Regions from separate parts of the Mus musculus genome. Here regions 2, 3 and 4 are each linked to region 1. A link is a contact called in public ChIA-PET and promoter capture Hi-C data. All regions are on one chromosome and are shown on one strand. Each heading gives the region's core, a stretch centred on a gene start, on an enhancer-like site or on the middle of the called end of the contact. The rest is flanking DNA. Distances are from core to core; before and after follow the strand shown. Region 1 holds the start of Vcpkmt (valosin containing protein lysine (K) methyltransferase). Region 2 holds the start of Klhdc1 (kelch domain containing 1). Region 3 holds the start of Atl1 (atlastin GTPase 1). Region 4 overlaps Klhdc1 (kelch domain containing 1).

Region 1 (2,700 bases), core at 163-2,662:
AACGGAAAATAGAATGAAATAATAGAATGCACTGTGTTTATTATTTTGTTAAAATTATAAACAGTTCTACATAACCTGATTATAGAAGAAGGGCATGTGTTCATTAAGATGTGCCTTTTGTTTTGCAGTGTATGGTGTTTAGCTAATCATTGTTTAGCTAATGATTTGCCTATTATTTGGGAAGACAAAATTAATATGCCATATATGTACAGTTTATTTATATTGTATATATTTAAAGATAATGCTAATAACCTCTATAAATGTAAGTGACTTGAGGCCTATAATACAATCTGCTATTTGACTAATTTGTAAGTCTGGAACAAAAGTGTCTTATGGCATAAGAACCAACTGCCATTGTCAAACCTATTAACTGTCTTTAATCTCGTGTTAACTGAAATTTTTGAAAAGTTTTTCCAGATTAGTAATATTTAAACAGAAAATACTTTAAAAAGCTTTATTAAATTTTTTAATCAGGATAAAGCTTTGCCATTTGGATACTATCATTCAAAGTGATCAAGGTATGTATGTTATGCTGATAGTGCAGTAGCAGCCATTGTAAAGTAGCCAAAAGCCACGTTGTTTATCTACTGGTCTGTGGCCTTTTACTGTGCTTTGTATCAGAGTTCTTAACAAGATTAATAAATCACCTCAGTCTTAATTTGTAAAAGATTTGCAATATTGTTTTTCATCACAAAGAGCAAGGAGAAGCTGGGAATAGTGGTGAGCACCTGTAATCGCAGAACTTGGGAGGTTAGACGGAAGCATCTGGACTTAAAGGCGACTCGACTACGTGAAGAGTATGAAGAGTTTGAACCTACTTGGGATACAGGAGGCCATCCTGAAAACAAAAAAACAAAAAACAACAAAGCTGAAAAAAATCTAGAAGAACGAATAGCTATCATCTGTTTATTACGTGTGTGTGTGTGTGTGTGTGTGTGTGTGTGTGTGTGTGTGTTCATACTAGAGATCCAATGTGACAGGCCAACCTGCAGGTCTCTCCTTCTACTATGTGAGTCCTTGGTCTTGCTGGCCATCTTTTGGCCCCGTGGGATGTAAAAGGACTAACTTTTCTTTACCATTAAAAGCAAGTAGCACGTTCCCAGCCACCACGTTTATGCATTCATATGAAAAGGAAGCACAGTAGGAAAACTTCTTGAATATAACCATTTTTAGATAGGACCTGGGTAGCTGCCTAGATCTATCGCCAGCGGCTCTGTGTGAGCCGTTCTCCAGCTATGTATAAGCACTGTCGGTCGCTTTGCTTCTTAAAGTGCCTATCATTGTAGCAGCAGCTGGGCCACTCCTGGGTAGGTTCTGCTGCTTCCTGCGGACTTTGAGAGTCACGCATGCGCCTTGGGCAGCCGCCCTGCCGCTGGGAGGTACGGGTGCTGCGTGGGCGTGACGTTACCGCGTGCCGCAGCCTGCGGCGGGCCGGGGCAGGGATGGCGGCCGCCGTGGAGCCGGAGGTGGAGGACCCGCTGTGGAGCTTTGTGCGGGTTCTGGAGAAGCGGGATGGGACAGTGCTTCGGCTGCAGCAGTACGGCTCCGGGGGCGTGGGTTGCGTTGTGTGGGACGCCGCCATCGTCCTTTCCAAATACCTGGAGACGCCGGGGTTTTCTGGCGACGGGGCCCACGCGCTGAGTCGGCGCTCGGTGCTGGAGCTGGGCTCCGGCACGGGGGCCGTGGGGCTCATGGCTGCGACCCTCGGGTAAGAGCTGGCGGGAAGGCGCTGGTCGCCCAGCATCAGGTCACCGGCGTGCAGCCTTGCGCCTGTACCTCAACGAGGTTGTTTTTTTAGGGCAGATGTTATAGTCACTGATCTTGAAGAGCTGCAGGACTTGCTGAAAATGAATATTGATATGAACAAGCATCTTGTGACTGGTTCTGTTCAAGCCAAGGTACTGAAATGGTTTGTATGGCCTTTCAGCTTGTTTTTAAGATAATCGATCGCTTACATGGGCTTTAAATTGCATTTTACACAACGCTTGCTTAATATGAGGGGAGCCTTCTGCTTCTCGTTTCTAAAATGAACACTTTAAATCGTCAGAGCATCAGTTAAAGACATACGTTTGACATTTTTAAGGGGTGAAGACATAGAAGACTTGATGTCACCAGACTACATATTGATGGCAGACTGTATATACTATGAGGAGGTGAGTAGTGGTCGAACTGGTGTGTCCGAAAGCCCACAGCTCTCCGTGGTTTAACACCTCCAGGTGTGGGATATTTGTTCTATAGATGATGAGGCAGTAAAGAGAAGTTAAACTATCAAAGGCAACACATTCGCACAATTCAGGATAGGCATACAGGCCTGCCTGTGCGAGGTGGTTGAGAAAACTTGCGTGCATTCTACTGGAGACTTTTTGGAAAAATTTAAAAGGATTTTCCGATTTGCATATATTCTAGAAAACTAAGATACCTTCTGTTTGTTTGTCTGTTTGTTCATTTGTTTTTCTTTTCCCATTGACTGCTAACTGTGACTTTGGAAATTAATTAAAATGCAGGTTGGCTCACTCCTAGAATCCTAGCACTCACAATTGCCATGAATGCTAGGCCAGCACAGAGTGAGACGCTCCAAAATTAGTTATTCTCAGTGACAACATTTTATTAGACTTGTGGAATGATTTTCTTCCCATATCAGTTTATGCAGTATTGGACAGTATTTAGTTTTAAGTTGATGCCTTGAGCCAACTGATGATC
Region 2 (2,700 bases), core at 36-2,535, 340 kb after region 1:
TCAAATAATTAACAAAGCAAAATAAAGCTCCAGAATGCAGCCCCCAGTGTCACATGACCACTGAAGGGTCAATGCCTTTCTTTATAAAATGAAGATGTGGGGCACGAGAGATGGCTCTGTAGTTAAAAGCACTGGTTGCTCTTGCAGAGGACCTGGGTTAGATTCCCAGCACAATCTGTAATGCCAGCTCCTAACACCCTCTTCTGACCTCCATGGATACAGGATGCATATATATATACACACACATACATATATACATACACACACATGTATATATGCAAAACATTCATGTACATAAAATAAATTTTAAAAATTAACATTACAGATTAGACCCTAGTCGATAATCCCATATGATTAGGACATACCAGATATAGTTGGCACACAAAAAACCAATTTTTCTTTTTTTCTTTTTTACTTATACTGCACTAAATTAGGAATAAGCACACAAAACAACAAAACCCACTCGGACCTGATAATTCTTAACACACACAGTATGCACTTTATTTCGTTGTGTTACAGGTCTGTCATTTAAGGGCACTGAGGAGGTCAGAAGATGTTATCTTCTATTTGCAGAAGAGATTCCGTAGGGCTTATTTTCTAATCTGTAAACAAACGGGGTGGGCAGGTACACCTGAATTATTTTTCCAACTCGATAATCCTTGTTATCATCCTACGATCATAGAAACAAAACAAACACACATTCCAACCGCCATGGCAATACGAATTTTCAGCCACAAAACTCTGTGGTGGAGTGTTGCGAATACGAATCTATTTTGAGACTCCAGAGGTACTTAATTAGCAAAGAAATGCCACTAAAAATAGCTGATAAATTTAACTGCTTGGTGACTTCCGTATTTTGAGTAGCACGGTGGCAATGATACCAAACAACGCGGCACGACGTTCTGGGGTCCTCTCCAGTCCTGAGCCACGGAGGCTGGAGGGGTCACGCACCCCGAAACCCCGTTTTGTGGCTTTGGGAGCGGGAGCGATGTGGGCAGCACGGCAGGCGGCTCGCCTGGGAGCCTGTGGGAGTGCTGCGTCGCCGGCCGTCATCCCCCTGCCTCCGCTCCCGCGCCGCCCCAGCGCCCGCCCCTTCCCCTTACCACGTAGCCCCCCCACACGTAGAGGAAGTGTCCGTCCACCACTGCGCAGTGGCCGCTGCGCTCCTCGGCCACGCAGAACGCCTGCGGGTCCGCCATCCGCCCTCCGGGGCCCAGCCAGCTCGGCGCCCGCTCGCACGCGCGAACGGAACGCGAGGAGGGTCCAGATTGGCGGAGGCGGAACCGAGGAACCTGCGCGTCTGCGCGGCCACCGCCCCGGACCGGGGCCTGGCCGCTCCCGGGAGCACCGGGCGCTGCGAAGACACTGCAAACCTCTCCCTGAAGCCTCTCTGCAGCCACTGTCTGGGCTTCTTAGGGCTCTATTAATCAAGAATGGTTTCTCATGAACTTACTTTATGTATGTGAGTGTTCTGCTTGTATGTATGTATGTATGTATGTATGTATGTATGTATGTATGTATGGTGTACATCCTGGACCTGGAATTATGGGCAATTGTGAAATGTGGCTGCTGGGAATCAAACCTGGGTCCACTGCAAGAACAAATGCTCTTAACCTCTGAGCCATCTCTCCAGCTCCATGGTGTTCATTTGGAAAGTGAGCTTTCTTTTTCTTCTTCTTCTCACAACTGTACAAAGTATTGGGTTTATGAACCCCAACTGGGCCAGCTTATTGACCTGAGCATCCTCCTGGCTGTGTGTGTGTGAGAGAGATCATTTTTTAACACGAGCAGTGCTCCAATGCCAGTTCTGCTTCAGCCTCGGTAATACATGGTTTCAAGACGCATATGAGGTTTTTTTGCTTTTGTAGGGCCTGGGTGTCCCTGGTTTTCTTCACGTGTACTTCCGTGCTAATCGCTGTAGAAGGTGTTGGTACCTGAGGCACTGAGTGTTCTATTATTTCTTCGTGGTGATATTATGTGGGAACACAGGCACAATTCCCCTTTTCTAAACACGAAAGGAAACATTATTGTCTTGCATCTTTCATTTCCCACTTGTATACATTTTCTCTGGGGAGAGGAGCGAACCTCAAGTCTTCCTTGAAGAACCAATGATTTTAATTACAGTTACATGAGCATAGCTATTCCACTGAATAAAATGTCTCTGCCTAGCAACTGTTAACTGCCTACAAAAGCTGGGGGTGGGAGCTTGAAACACCCCCCCCCCTTCCTTGCAACTGTTAACTGCCTTTAAAACCACGGAGGGCAGGGAGCCCCTCCCCCAACCCTAAATCGCGGTGATAATTCTACAACCCACCACCTCTTGCCATCTGCCCCTCCACCTTCCACGATGGTCCCTGAGGCTTGGGTAGGATGCCCCTCTAGGGCTGGACATTCAATAGCACTTTTAACCAGTTGTCTCTACAGTAACGACTGCCCATTTAAAAACAGAAACCTCATTGACCAAAGATGACAACTACACTAGTGGACGGGTATAAAGACAACTATTTAGAAGGCAATTTGACAGACACATAGAACTTAGCAAAAGAGCAGCAGCTTTCAAAAATCTATGGTCTTCCCCCAGCCATGGGCTTTTGACCGGGTTTACAGAACACGGCACCAATTCCCCTCTTGTGGAACGATCCACAAATCCAGTCAGAAAATAATTGGCTGTACCCATAATAGTTTCTTCCCCAGTGGGAA
Region 3 (2,923 bases), core at 35-2,534, 310 kb before region 1:
TGTGTGGATCACGAGAAAATGCATACAGTCTCTGTTCCGTTAAGGTGTTAATTTAATTTCTTCATTTATTAGCTATAAGAAGTTATTTCTCAAAACAGAATTAGAGTGTGTCTGGAGTCACGTGTCATCTGAAATTTGTTCTGTTGTCGTTTTTTTTTCTAGTTTTTTCAATTTTCTTACATTTTTATTTAATTTTGTGTTTTGCCTGCATGTACAGCTGTGCACCATATGCATATGTGGTGCCTACACAGGCCAGAAGAGGGCGTTGGCCCTCCCTCCCAGCCCACTCTGGATCCCAAGTTGGAGTTAATGAGGAGTGGGCCGCCACGCAGGTGCTGGGAATCAACCTCTGAGCTGCAGCCGGTGCTGCTAACAATTGGGCCATCTTTCCAGTCCTTATCTGGTTTTCCAACTGAAAATCTCTGTAAGACTCTAGAAGTAACTTTACCAGTATACATAAAATTGGCAACTTCATTTCTACCTTAAGAACAAGACTGGAACTCAAATTACAAAAGAGATTGAAACATTAACCAAATCACTTCTCATAACTCCTGCCCAATATTTTGGGCATTGTTAGTTAGGCCTCTTACATTTTAAAGCCTCTTACATTTTACACTCCTCTTTACAATGCTGTAAAAATGGTTTACAAACATTTCTCGGGTGTCAAATGCAAAACCTATCCTCTTCCAGCTACAGATAAGGACACTGGGATGTTGCCACGTATGCCTTGTCCCAGATCACCTACTTTGGAAGCAGAATCAGACAAAGGTCCCTAGCTTTGCTTTAGCATCTCTAAAACTCCTCCCATTAACACTTGCAATATTGCGGTGATGCCCAGAGACCACAGAAACTTCGAAAGGAATTGGGGTTTTCAAAAATGGCTCTGGGAAACCCTGGTGGAAGACAGGTTCTGCAGGTGTGCGGTCCAGCCTCGGAACTGGTACCACCGGGAACAGTGTGTGGAACAGGACGGTGCAGTCGGGTGTGCCGGCATTTAGTTAACCCGGCACTCCCCCACCTCCTGCCCGGGCGGCCTCAGTTTACCTGTACCGAAAGGAAGCAGAAGGCAGCGCTCCGGAGGCCTGCGGACAGACCCTCCTCCTCTAGTCCGCCGGCCACTGGGCGAATCCTGGCCGAGGCTGGGCGGGTCAGACGCCGCACGAACGCCTCCGGCGCCCCGCAAGCAGCTGGGAGGCGGGGCGCGGCGGCGTCCAGGGTGTTGTGCACTCGGCGGGCCTCAGGGCGGCAGTCTGGGCCCGCGGCCTGCGTTCTCGGGCGGGCCAGGCTCGATCCGCGCCGGCCGCGAACGTGTCTCCCGGTGACGCAGCCGCGGGTGGGGAACGTGGTGCGGCGGCGACTGTGCGCACGGCCGTCTCGGAGAAGACGCGGGTCTCCGACGCCGGCGCTCGGCCAAGAACGGACGGCCTCTCGGGTACGGCCGGCGCGGGGCCTGGCGGGACCGACGAGGCCCGGAGGCTGCCGGGGTTGCGCCCCGTGACGCCCCCCGCGCTCGCTCTCGCCGGTGCAGGCGCAGCTGCGAGCCGAGGCTCCATGTTGGGAAGCGCCGCGCGCCCTCGTTAGCGGGAGACGGCTGCGGCGGGCAGAGCCCCGGACTGGGCGCAGCGAAGATGGAGGCCCCGCTGAGGCCTGCCGCCGACATCCTGAGACGGAACCCGCAGCACGACTACGAGCTGGTGCAGAGGGTCGGCAGCGGCACCTACGGGGACGTGTACAAGGTGAGGCCCCGGCCCGGCCTGCGAACGTGGGGCACCCCCGGGATGCGCCGGACCACAGCGTCCGGCCAGGAAGCGGCCCGGAGCCCGCCGCACCGTTCCGAGCACCCTGGGTTCCCCATCGGTTCTAAGGCTAGCGACCGGCAGACTTAACCGCACCTTCCAGACCACGGCTGAGCTTTTTTTGTGGTTTTAAGGCGTATTTATGGTATTGAAGTTATTCCGGAGGATGGTTTGGTGTTGATGTGGGGGGAAAATGCTTCGCGGAAGGCGGTAGATAGGAAAGAGTATTGTAAATCTAGACCTTTGCGTCCTGTACTGGTTTGGGTGAACTTGCCTTGAAAAAAATCTCTGTGGAACCGGACTCTAAATTGTCAACTGTAAGTAATCTGGTTCTGGAGTAAAAGGATTTGTGTGTAAACATGACAGCCTGTAGGAAGATGTCTTTGGGGACCGGTGAGGTGGCTCAGGGTGTTAAAGGCCCTTAGAGCCAAACCTTACTTAGGACCCCAGAACGGTCCCCGGATTCTCTTGGTGGAAGCACGGATCCCCCACACATACACACTCACACACTCCCAGGAAATAAACAAAGTGTAATGAAATTTAAACATATTTAGAGGAAGACCTTTGTCACCTGGCAGAAGTTTAGGCATTTTGTATCTGGTTGATAATAATGAATATAACTTATGGGGTTTTCCTACTAAACTAATTCCTCTCTATGGGATTTATAGCATTCCATAATCATGAGTGGATAATTACTGCTACCCTTTTTACTGGTCTCTTATATTAAGACAAATAATAATAAATTTGTAATCTGCCGTTACACAACAACAAAAAACATGCCATAGCAAAGCAAACCGATTTCTTAAGTCTGCTAAGTTTTTGAAGGGTTCAGAGGAAAACACTGTCCAATATTCCCTCATGGCTTTTGTTCTTTGTCCCAAAGGGGCAGAGTTAGTGCAGTTCCTTATGGGGATTAAGAAAAAGCTTATTTTTGACCTGGGTGTTGGTGGTGCACGCCTTTAATCCCAGCACTCAGGAGGCAGAGGCTGGTGGATTTCTGAGTTCAAGGCCAGCCTGGTCTACAGAGTGAGTGCCAGGACAGCCAGAGCTGCACAGAGAAACCCTGTCTCTAACACCCCCCCCCCCAAATAAAAGCTTATTTTCCTTTTGCAACAGCTTGATATTTT
Region 4 (2,868 bases), core at 85-2,584, 320 kb after region 1:
ATGGGCCATGTGTTCACCACTACAGTCATCTCAGATCTTAAAGGAAAAGCTGAGCTTGGGAGTGGAGGTGCACACTTGTAATCCCAGCACCCAAGAGGCTGAAATAAGACCATGCATTTGAGGCTAGCCTGGGCTACACAGTGACTTCAAAATCAGCTGGAGCTATATACAGAATTTTTGCTAGGAAAGAAAGGAAGAGGAGAGGGGGAGGGAAAGAGAAATAGGAAGTAGGAATGGAAGAAGAAAGGAAGGAGAGGGAAGGAAAGGGGAAGGGGAAGGGAAATAGTTCAGTTATAAATGATGCTCAGAGTTGCTCAGTAGACCAGACTGGCCTCAGACTCATGGGGTCTGCCTGGCTCTGCCTCCCGAGTGCTGGGAGAAAGGCATGCCCTGCTGCACTGCTCCACTATGTATATCCAGCATACTGTAGATCTCCTCCTCAGGAAAACTTCTTCTACCACGTGTGCTGTCACTTTTACTTGAAAGGCTGTGGCAAGACAACCAGAGTTCAAGGCCAGCCTGGGCTACTCAGTGAGATTCTGTTTTGAAAGGAAGGAAGGAAGGAAGGAAGGAAGAAAGGAAGGAAGGAAGGAAGAAAATTTAAATTTCATATTTCTTGTTTAGATATATAACCCAAAGAAAAAATATCAACTCAGTCTTAGAGACCCAGGCTTGGATTATGACAGATTGCACACCAGCCCACACCCAGCCCTACAAACTGGAACCCAGATCTGAGACTGACCTTCCAGACCAGACCCAGGTGTCTAGGTTTAGATAGTGTAGGTCATTCATCCTGGTTTGCTGAAATAAAAGCAGGATAATTGGACAGGGTTTTAACTCTTTCATGGAATAAAACGTTAGCTCTAAAGCAAGCTCAGATCAAGCACAGATTGCCCTATTCTTTCTATTTGGCCCTGGAAACTTAGCACTGAACATCAATTCTAAGCATCAAGAAAATCAACATGGAACTTCCCGGGGTCAGCAGGAAAGGAGATGGATTTAAACTAAAAGAGCTTGGATGGTAGGAATTAAACATTCCTGACACTGCACTCAAGTGAAGGGCTTTCCACACTAAAATGTGATTAAAAAACATCTGCGGCAGCATGCGGAGGGTCTCTTTCGGAAAACAGGAGATAAATAAAACTCAGTCCTGTGTGTAGCTTAATCTCTGGGCAAGTTGCATGTTCAGCTGCTCCACAGAATCAGACACAAGCGTTTATAAACATCACCCATGAGAATACCATTTCCATTGAAAACACTGACCAAAACACGTCCGCCAAAGACGTAACCCTTATTTCCCAGAACTGCACATGAGTGCGCGGCTCGTGGCTGTGGTGGAACTCCACCCTGCAAGCAGAGATCAGAACAGAAGACAGACTTGAAACGGCCGTACCAGCCACATCCTGTGCCATAACCACAAATAGCTTCTTTAAGAAAAGACGCACCCCTCCGCCCTGAAATGCCCACTACCCAACAAAATCAATGTGCAGAAAGTTCATCCAGAAATATAAAAATCTTAAATAAATTAAAACATTTTCATCTCCTCTCCCCTCCCCTCACACTATAGATCTAATATTGCATCTCAGAGACTCTAAGAATTTACTAATGGCCCCCCAAATTCTCAAATTCACAAAACAGCTTCGCTGACAGTTTAAGGCAAACCCAAGAAGCCCTTCTTTCCTAGACAAAAGCCTACTTGCATTTTGGAAGTTGGTTTACTTTTGGTGTTGTTGTTTTGGTTTGTTTGTATGTTTGTTTCCTATTTCCTAAAATTCTTAGAATAAAAAACTCCTTTCTACTTTGTCTTGAATGAAGTTCTGATGTTTCGGTCTCACTTGAATAACTGAAATCTAGTTGGTAATAATGAACTAAGCTTTGCCTCTGTAATAGTTAAATTAAGAGAAAACCATTTTTTTTAAAAGGTTGATTCCTAGGGCTGAGGGATGCTCAGTGGTCAGGAGCACTGGTCGCTCGCTCCTGCAGAGGCTGCAGAGGGCCGGGTTCGGTTCCCATCACCCACATATCAGCTCACAACCTCCTTTAACTCCAGTTCCAGGGAATCCAGCCTCCTTGGACAATACACACACATGTTGCCCATACATACCTGCAGGCAAAACACCCAAACACATAACATAAAAACAAATCTTTAAAAGATGCTGATTCTGTTTGCTTTCTACTGTTTACACAAATCTGAATTTGTGTTTGATTTCTAACAAATAAAATAATATTGATAATGTATTTTACCATGTTAGAATTGCATGTAGCTCATATAAAAACACAAGTGTTGGGTCTGGGATACAGCTCAGTGAGAGTGCTAGGCCAGTTCTTACAAGGCTGCTGGTTTGATCTCAGGATTGGAGAGGGGGGGGTGGAGGGGGGAAAGAAAGGAGGAAAGAAGGAAGGAAAGAAGGAAGGAAGGAAAGAAGGAAGGAAGGAAGGAAGGAAGGAAGGAAGGAAGGAAGGCTGGCTGGCTCACGGACTCTGTTTTAAAAGAATTTTAAAAATAACTCTGATAATTCACACAGACACTGACAGGTAAAGAATGATCCTCTAGCTCATGCCTGTAATACCAGCGCCAGGGAGGTAGAGGCAGAAGTTCAAGGCTAGCCTACCTAAGCTACATGAGACTCTTTCTCAAAAATGAAAAGAACAATAATGACTCCTCTTTAAAATACTTTTTTTAGAACATATTATTTGTAGGATACATGGCTAGAAAAACAGTCGTTGCTAGCAGTTTTTAAGGGAGCTTCTTCAGCTGAGCGTGGTGGCAACAGCTGTAACCTAGCACCTGGGAGGGAGAAGTTGGGAGGCTGCAAGTGTGACTGATGCCAGAGTAGTCTACATAGCGAGACCCTCTCAAAATGCAAG

The links. Promoter capture Hi-C pulls out the DNA fragments that hold promoters and counts their contacts. ChIA-PET counts read pairs in DNA pulled down with a chosen protein or histone mark. Capture Hi-C pulls out chosen DNA fragments and counts their contacts.
Region 2: a contact with region 1 is called in a promoter capture Hi-C map of liver. The contact joins the promoter of Klhdc1 here to the promoter of Vcpkmt in region 1. A contact is called at or near these places in 17 of 39 promoter capture datasets (the C10 cell line, the HPC-7 cell line, cranial neural crest and 10 more), 1 of 484 Hi-C or Micro-C datasets (bone marrow-derived macrophages), 10 of 115 datasets of contacts at active chromatin or transcription factors (astrocytes, bone marrow-derived macrophages, effector CD8 T cells and 4 more) and 4 of 9 other capture datasets (adipose tissue, embryonic stem cells, liver and 1 more).
Region 3: a promoter capture Hi-C map of embryonic stem cells shows a contact between it and region 1. The contact joins the promoter of Atl1 here to the promoter of Vcpkmt in region 1. A contact is called at or near these places in 21 of 39 promoter capture datasets (the 3T3-L1 cell line, 3T3-L1-derived adipocytes, the C10 cell line and 13 more), 11 of 484 Hi-C or Micro-C datasets (the G1E-ER4 cell line, cerebral cortex, cortical neurons and 3 more), 3 of 115 datasets of contacts at active chromatin or transcription factors (embryonic stem cells, memory CD8 T cells and pancreatic cancer cells) and 2 of 9 other capture datasets (adipose tissue and liver).
Region 4: an RNA polymerase II ChIA-PET map of memory CD8 T cells shows a contact between it and region 1, with 105 read pairs. The contact joins the enhancer-like site here to the promoter of Vcpkmt in region 1. A contact is called at or near these places in 17 of 39 promoter capture datasets (the C10 cell line, the HPC-7 cell line, cranial neural crest and 11 more), 1 of 484 Hi-C or Micro-C datasets (bone marrow-derived macrophages), 4 of 115 datasets of contacts at active chromatin or transcription factors (bone marrow-derived macrophages, effector CD8 T cells, large pre-B cells and 1 more) and 4 of 9 other capture datasets (adipose tissue, embryonic stem cells, liver and 1 more).

Annotation. Positions count from the first base shown.
Region 1 is chr12:69,581,729-69,584,428 of GRCm38.p6, reverse strand. It overlaps Vcpkmt (valosin containing protein lysine (K) methyltransferase), which reads left to right and starts at 1,412. Exons shown (of 6, transcript NM_001033236.3): 1 at 1,412-1,708; 2 at 1,799-1,909; 3 at 2,084-2,153. The coding sequence starts at 1,443. Sos2 (SOS Ras/Rho guanine nucleotide exchange factor 2) reads left to right here. Exons shown (of 23, transcript NM_001135559.1): 23 at 1-668.
Region 2 is chr12:69,240,417-69,243,116 of GRCm38.p6, reverse strand. It overlaps Klhdc1 (kelch domain containing 1), which reads right to left and starts at 1,285. Exons shown (of 13, transcript NM_178253.5): 1 at 1,104-1,285. The coding sequence starts at 1,199.
Region 3 is chr12:69,891,466-69,894,388 of GRCm38.p6, reverse strand. It overlaps Atl1 (atlastin GTPase 1), which reads right to left and starts at 1,284. Exons shown (of 15, transcript NM_178628.5): 1 at 1,045-1,284. Map4k5 (mitogen-activated protein kinase kinase kinase kinase 5) reads left to right here and starts at 1,226. Exons shown (of 32, transcript NM_201519.2): 1 at 1,226-1,736. The coding sequence starts at 1,629.
Region 4 is chr12:69,256,502-69,259,369 of GRCm38.p6, reverse strand. Klhdc1 (kelch domain containing 1) reads right to left here. Exons shown (of 13, transcript NM_178253.5): 7 at 1,264-1,347; 8 at 743-801. Among named protein-coding and RNA genes, the nearest start is that of Klhdc1, 16 kb to the right of the region's middle. Within about 2 kb of position 1,334, at least 52 of the 459 cell types and tissues checked have an H3K27ac peak or open chromatin away from gene starts, as enhancers often do. A contact at or near this core is called in effector CD8 T cells, memory CD8 T cells and pre-B cells, where this site is marked.